Linked DNA regions of Rattus norvegicus: region 1 is linked to region 2. The links are chromatin contacts, called in public HiChIP or PLAC-seq maps. All regions are on one chromosome and are shown on one strand. Each heading gives the region's core, a stretch centred on a gene start, on an enhancer-like site or on the middle of the called end of the contact. The rest is flanking DNA. Distances are from core to core; before and after follow the strand shown. Region 1 holds the start of Nav1 (neuron navigator 1). Region 2 holds the start of Gpr37l1 (G protein-coupled receptor 37-like 1).

Evidence for each region. HiChIP or PLAC-seq counts read pairs in DNA pulled down with a chosen protein or histone mark.
Region 1: a contact with region 2 is called in an H3K27ac HiChIP or PLAC-seq map of oligodendrocytes, with 5 times the contacts expected there. The contact joins the promoter of Nav1 here to the promoter of Gpr37l1 in region 2. A contact is called at or near these places in 4 of 12 Hi-C or Micro-C datasets (the A7r5 cell line, Schwann cells, frontal cortex and 1 more) and 1 of 1 datasets of contacts at active chromatin or transcription factors (oligodendrocytes).

The regions. Positions count from the first base shown.
Region 1 is chr13:49,669,478-49,672,831 of GRCr8, reverse strand. It overlaps Nav1 (neuron navigator 1), which reads left to right and starts at 1,828. Exons shown (of 33, transcript NM_001427517.1): 1 at 1,828-2,033. It overlaps LOC102553722 (a long non-coding RNA gene), which reads right to left. Exons shown (of 3, transcript XR_010057209.1): 1 at 2,821-3,354; 2 at 1,232-1,416.
Region 2 is chr13:49,155,090-49,158,534 of GRCr8, reverse strand. It overlaps Gpr37l1 (G protein-coupled receptor 37-like 1), which reads left to right and starts at 1,331. Exons shown (of 2, transcript NM_145784.2): 1 at 1,331-2,003. The coding sequence starts at 1,374.

The DNA of each region.
Region 1 (3,354 bases), core at 579-3,078, 510 kb before region 2:
GATCACCGGAGAGAAATATTGATCTAAATATAAGACTGAAATCTCACAAATGTATTGTGTTGGCCTTCCTTTCCACTCTGAGAAGCATCCAAGGAGTGAAGTCATGTTGACATTACCAGTGTGGCCGCAAGGGCCCCATGCACGATCTCAATGTCAGTGGGCAGTTGGGTTTCTGATGCCCATTTGCACGACTTCTGTCTTTTGTCCTTGGGACTGCAGGGCCAAGAAACCTCAGCAGCCCTTGTCAGTGAGCACCGGGGAAAGAGAGTCAGTGTAATCCAAGGTGGCTTCAAACTTATGATCCCTTTGCCTTAGCCTCCTGAGTACTGAGAGTACAGGTCTGTGTCACCCATACAAAATGGCATCTTCTTAAAACAAGGCACCCGTACGCAGGCTGGGGGTATTCTGAGAAGTACAAGAATTCCAACCGACGAGTGTCAAGTTAAATGAAGTCTCTTAAAACTCTGTTTATTGACGATGTACTAACGCCAGGCACAAGCACGTCACCTGCACTACCTCCTTTAATCCTTTCAGAACTATTAGAAGACAAGACATACCGTTCTTGTAGGAAACTGAGGTAGCCAGAGATAAAAGAACTTGTTAAACCCGGGGGCAGCAGACTTGAACTCTGCGCCTTCAAAGCCCACACCTTTAGCCATTACACACAGAGCAAGGGGCTTGTGGGAGGTATTAATTCTGCAGCTGTCTCATCCCTCCAAAGGACAATGTGCATTCGCGGACAAAAGTCATATTAAAGTCATTTCCCTGGCTACCTGAGAAAGATCCTGTCTACTGCCTACTTCCCCTTATCCTATGACTCTGAGTGTCTAGGTGGGGCCTCAGGCAAGACCCTGGAGCTCTAATCCTGACTGTTCCCAGACCAGGGAGAGAGCATTTTGCTTTCTCTCCCAACCACCAACCCCAGCACCTTGAAAATAAATCAGTCTTCCTGATTGTTGGCTGAAGCTGGGAGAGGGTAAGATCCTCAGGTCCTGAGTCCCTGGTGGCAGGTGTTCTGTGTCACGCACAGCCTCAGCTGCAGTCTGGAAGGCCCCAAGTCAGGAGGCAAGCGCCTTAAGCTCAGCCCCATCTCAAGATTGAAGATAGTTGCACAAGGATGTGGGTACCATCTTGTAATTTCTCCTCTCTTCTTCCTCCCACTTCTCTGCAAGGTTCAGTTGAACCTCTACTATTTGCTAGATAACTTCCCGGACTTCCTGTTACCTCTCACCCAAGGGTTCCAGATCAGACAGCATGACCCTTGCAGGGTCCCAAAGTGGACGGAAATGGATGGGCGGCTCCAGAAGCAGGTTAGGACTCTTCGTCGATCCATCTGCACCTTTCTCTGGAACAACTGAGGTAGTTAGAGGACCTGGGCTGGAGGACCTCTCCTGGAAGTGATGGTGGCGGGTCCTCCTGTAAAGGAAAGGCTCAATTGTGCTAAGGTTTCCTGTCCTGACAACTCCCGGCGTAGCCCCCGCCACGCAGCAGCCGCCTTTCTGCGGCCGGCCGGCTGGAGAGGCGGGGCAGGAAGGCTAACGCAGGAAAGGGTTACGGGAATAGCTTTCCAATGACAAAGTCTGGAAGGGACCCATGCCTCCGCCCCTCTGCGGGTTAAGCTGGCACAGTGCAGGGAGGAAAGCGAGGGCGATCCGTAGCCGGGCCTCCCCTCCCGCCCACCCCCAGCCGCGGGCGCTCCTGGCTCGGCCCTCCGCCGAGGCAGCCGGCGTGTGCCTAGGGCAGCGGGTCACCAGGCTCCGCCCCTGGCCGCCCGGCCCGGGGGACGGCACTTTGTTCAGGATGCCGCCTCCTTCTCGTAGTAGAGCCGGAGCCCGCGACCGCCCTAGTGAGAGGCTGGAGGCCGGAGCGCGCGGCGCGGGCTGAGACTCGCGCGGGGAGCCGGCTGGGCCCCGGGAATCCCCGGGAAACTTTCTGGTCGCAAGGAGAAGACGCTCGGCACTGCGCTGCTCGGGCGATGCGCGACTCTGAACAGCGGCGGCGCGGACCCACAACCCGGGACCAGAGTCGCTCCGGTGAGTGGCCCGCACGGGGCGGGCGAGGCGGCGGCGCTGAGCTCTGCACTTGGAAGGGCTGGAGTCAGCCCAAGGGAGGAGAGTCTGGTGCCCGAGGGAGGCTGCGGGCTGGCGCAGGAGAAGCGCGGGATAGTAACCGGGATGCTAGTGGCTTCGCCCGAGAGCCTAGACGGGGCAGCTGGACCTTGTGACTGTCCTAGGGTTGACAATGCGACCATCTAACTACAACCCTCTGAGCTTCAGTTTCCCTTCCTAAGAAATACCTGCCATTTAAAGTGCGCTAAGTTCCTGCAATCAAAGGCACTAAATGCTGTGTTATTACACACACACACACACACACACACACACACACACACAGAGAGACAGAGACAGAGACAGAGACACACAGAGACAGAGACACACAGAGACAGAGACACACAGAGACAGAGACACACAGAGAGATACCTCCTGACATACGTAGTCAAGACAGACCACCACCACCACCATCACCACCACCACCACCACCACCACCCACTCTGAAGCAGATAGTTAACTCTGAACATCCCAGAAGGAGCTAAAAGAAGAGCTGGGGCAGGTGACCTGGCTAGGCTGTTCCAGAAATGTGCACTGCCCAGCCACCACTACCATCCCCCTGCACCGGAGGGGGGGCGGCTATGCGGAGAAGCGCCCTCTTCAAGGCTGTTTCTTCTGGCGTCTGCCCAGGACGTCCGGGAGCAGAAAGAGCATCTCGTGGGAGAGAGGAGGGAGGAGAAAAGAGAAGCTGGGAAAATGTGAGAGAGATGCTCACCTGAGGGTGCGAGCGCGGTGCCTGGGCTTTTGTGGTCCCTTTTAATCTTCAGAGTCTACCAGAACTGGCCATAGGATAGAGAGTGGGCCAAGTCTGCTGATGGCAAAAAGGGAAGGAAGGAACTGGGGCGGACCTGAGTGGTGAGTGGCTCGGGCAGTGCACTAGAGTAATGTCCATCCAGCAAAGAGAGTCCCTTGTCCCCCAGAGCTGAACACAGGAAAATCAGCTGGTGACTCAATGGGACTTTGTTAGGACGGTCGGTCGGAGAGCGCAGCTGGCGCCGGCTTAAGGGAAGTGCTGGATCCCCCCTTGATAACACACTGTTTATCTGGCTTCCTGTTTCAGCCATTGGGATACCATTGGCTGGTTCAAATTCAATGCTGAGAAGCCTGTGGCCAGTTCTCCCGACAAAGGCTGTGGGCTCATACAGACTTTGGCACTGCCACCTACTTCAATCCCTGGGCTTTTGGCACCCCTGTCACTCACTTGTGATGCAGTAGGAGAACTTCGCAGATGATCACTCCAGAGACGTTG
Region 2 (3,445 bases), core at 82-2,581:
CCTCGGACTCGCCCCTGTACCTTGGCCCTGCCTTCCACTGTATCTATCAGGCCATGAGGTGCAATTAATGATTTGCTTATCTATGATTTGCTTATCTATCTCCTTTCTTTCCACTGTACTTTCATAACTTTAGTTTCATTTTAATTTTTGTTTTTGTTTTCCTGTAGTTCCAGGGCTGGGGAGGAAACCCAGGGTCTCAAACATGCTAGGCAAGCGCCCACTAAGACATGGCCCCCATTGTAGAGTGTGGTGCTTTGAATTTTTGTTTGTTGCTGCTCTCCTTTGGGAGTGTGTGTGGCTAGGAGGCAAGGAATGGGTCTACTGAGACCAGGATTGAGTTAAAAGGCTATGGAGTCAGCTCCATTGTTTGAACTTGGCTCTACCTTGTGTCAACTACATAGTTATTAAGACTACCACAGGGGATTGGGGATTTAGCTCAGTGGTAGAGTGCTTGCCTAGCAAGCGCAAGGCCCTGGGTTCGGTCCCCAGCTCCGAAAAGAAGAAGAAGGAGAAGGAGAAGGAGAAGGAGAAGAAGAAGAAGAAAGACTACCACAGATCTTACATTTTTAACTTGAGAAATAGATCCCCACCAAACGTATTAAGAACCATCAAGAACCCAGCTGACGGACGTTGGTGGCACACACCTTTATTTCCAGCACTCAGGAGGCAGAGGCAGGCGGACCTCTGAGTAACAGGCCAGCCTGGTTTATAGAGTGAGTTTCAGGACAGCCAGGGCTACACAGAGAGACCCTGTCTTTAAAAACAAACAAACAAACAAACAAAAACAAACCCCAGCTGAATGGTACACCTAGACACGTATTTAATAGTTCTGGCAATTCTTATAATTCGAGTTTTGACCTTGGCAATTTTTTAACAAGACAAAACAAAAACAAAAACAGGATCTTGCTATGTAGCCCAAGCTGGCCTTGAACTCTGTCCCCGTGTCTCAACCTCCCAAGGGCTGGTATTACAAGCCATATCATTCTGTTTTGACTGTAGGATCTGCCTTAGAATTGGGTAGAGCTAGGAGATCTATGCTCTAATTATAGTCTGCCTCTACATCACTTGCAAGACTCATTTCCCCGGTAGCAGTGATTGGAGCAGGTCCCTCTGAGGGCTACTCAATCTGTCCTGCTGTGGACTTAGAAGGGATGTGGTAGGGAATGCAATGTGTGTGGCCAGCACAGACAGCTCAGTGTCCAGCAGAGGGCCCTGGCCAGACCATGGCCAACAGGATGGGAGGAAGGGCCATATCCAAGCCAGACGCCTGACTGGAGGCGGACCCAGCTGCCAGCTGCCTCTCTTAATTCCACACAGTCCTTAGGTCCCTCGCCCTCACCTCTCTGAGGCAGCTGTGCCCTGCTTTCCTGGCCATGCGGTGGCTGTGGCCCCTGGCTGTCTCTCTTGCTGTCGTGTTGGCTGTGGGGCCGAGTGAGGTCTCTGGGGCTGCCACCTTATCTTTGGGTGGTCATAGAGCCAAGGTCCAGGAGCAGCAGAGTCGACCCCGAAGAGGTACCAAGGACGAGGGGCCCAAGGAGGTACAGCACTATGTACCTGAGGAGTGGGCTGAGTACCCCAAGCCCATCCACCCTGCTGGCCTGCAGCCCACCAAGCCTTTGGTGGCCACTAGCCCCAACCCAGACAAGGATGGGGCCACCTCAGAGAGTGGACAAGAGCTGAGGACCAACCTGACCGGGACACCAAGTCAGAGGCTGCAGATTCAGAACCCCCTGTATCCGGTGACCGAGAGCTCCTATAGTGCCTATGCCGTCATGCTCCTGGCTCTGGTGGTATTTGCTGTGGGTATCGTGGGCAATCTGTCTGTCATGTGCATTGTGTGGCACAGCTACTACTTGAAGAGTGCCTGGAACTCTATCCTTGCCAGCCTGGCTCTCTGGGATTTCCTGGTCCTCTTCTTCTGCCTACCAATTGTCATCTTCAATGAGATCACCAAGCAGAGGCTACTTGGGGATGTTTCTTGCCGAGCAGTGCCCTTCATGGAGGTGAGTATGTCTTTCTATAGCCCAATTGTAGGCTAATCCCAGGGAAAGGGCTCTAGTGTCTGCAAAGACCCGGAGAACAGATCTGTAAGTGTGTATAATCCCAGCACTCTGGGGTTCTCATTCATCTAGTTTTCTCTGTGTCATTGGGGAAGGAGACAAACCCCATCAGGGAGGGAAACAAACTCAATATTGGCTTCTGGTAGCTCTCAGGAAAGCAAGCCAAGCCAGATGAACAGGCAGGTATGCAAGACCACTGACTTGGGACCAACAACCTAGTCTGCTGTAGGAGTAGCTGCACAGAGGACACACCCTTTTCTCTAGATTCTGAGCTGTCTCTGATGTCTCCCTCTGCCAAGCCCTTTCTCTTTTATCCTCCTTTTTCTTTTATTGTGCCTCTTGCTTGCCTTGTACCCATGGCTCCTGTTTTTTTTTAACCCTTTGGTGTCCTGACATTCTAGCAGTTTTCTACTAACACCCCAGGTTGAGTCTGTGTTCATTCCCCGTGGGTGCAAACACTAGGACAGGGCCCTTTTTCCTTTCCTGTCTGAAATTATTGTCACCTTTTTTCAAGGTCATCTCCATTACTGTCCTCCTAAGGCCTCTCTGAGAGGCAAGCCCTACTTCTGGGTACTTATAAGAACAGTAGTGTCAGCTCTGTCACTGTATTTTGCTTCACACTGGACATATCTCATCTCTTCCCCCTGCTTCCTTAGCTAGCAAGCAGTGAGGGTAGACCAGATGGCCCTTCTAGCTGGTTTGCTCTATTATTCTGAAGTGTAGTTCTGAACATCCTTGGATGGGGACTTCCTTGTTAGAATAAGCACCTGGGTGAGAATGGCTGTGTAGACAACAGAGAGACAGCTTAATCAAACTACTGCAGGGGTTGGGGATTTAGCTCAGTGGTAGAGCGCTTGCCTAGGAAGCGCAAGGCCCTGGGTTCGGTCCCCAGCTCCGAAAAAAAGAAAAGAAAAAAAAAAAGATTTTTAAAAAAAATTAATAAATCTTGGCTACAAGGGGAATAATGAAAGGAATAATGGCCTTCTCATGAGCTAGACACAGGTTCAAACCCCAATTAGCTGTATTAATGATTATTTCAAGATTGGTTTCTCTCTGAGGCTTAGAAGTTGAAACAGTTTTTTTTTTTTCCTGTACTCTTAACACACGGAGGCCATCTATTCGGTGGTCCAAATGGCTTTTGCATTTTATTATTTGATGGAACATCTCATTTATGTGCCTCTTTCTAGCCTTGAACTCACTGAGTATAGACCAGGCTGGCCTCACACTCACTTTCTGGGCTCTACCTGTCTCTGCCTTCAGAGTGCTAAGATTAAAGTTATGAGCCACCAGGAATGACATTGGCCTTTATATCTTACCAGGGTGAGCTAAGTGACTAAATGTTTAGGTACATGAACTCTGTGTGTGTGTGTGTGTGTGTGTGTGTG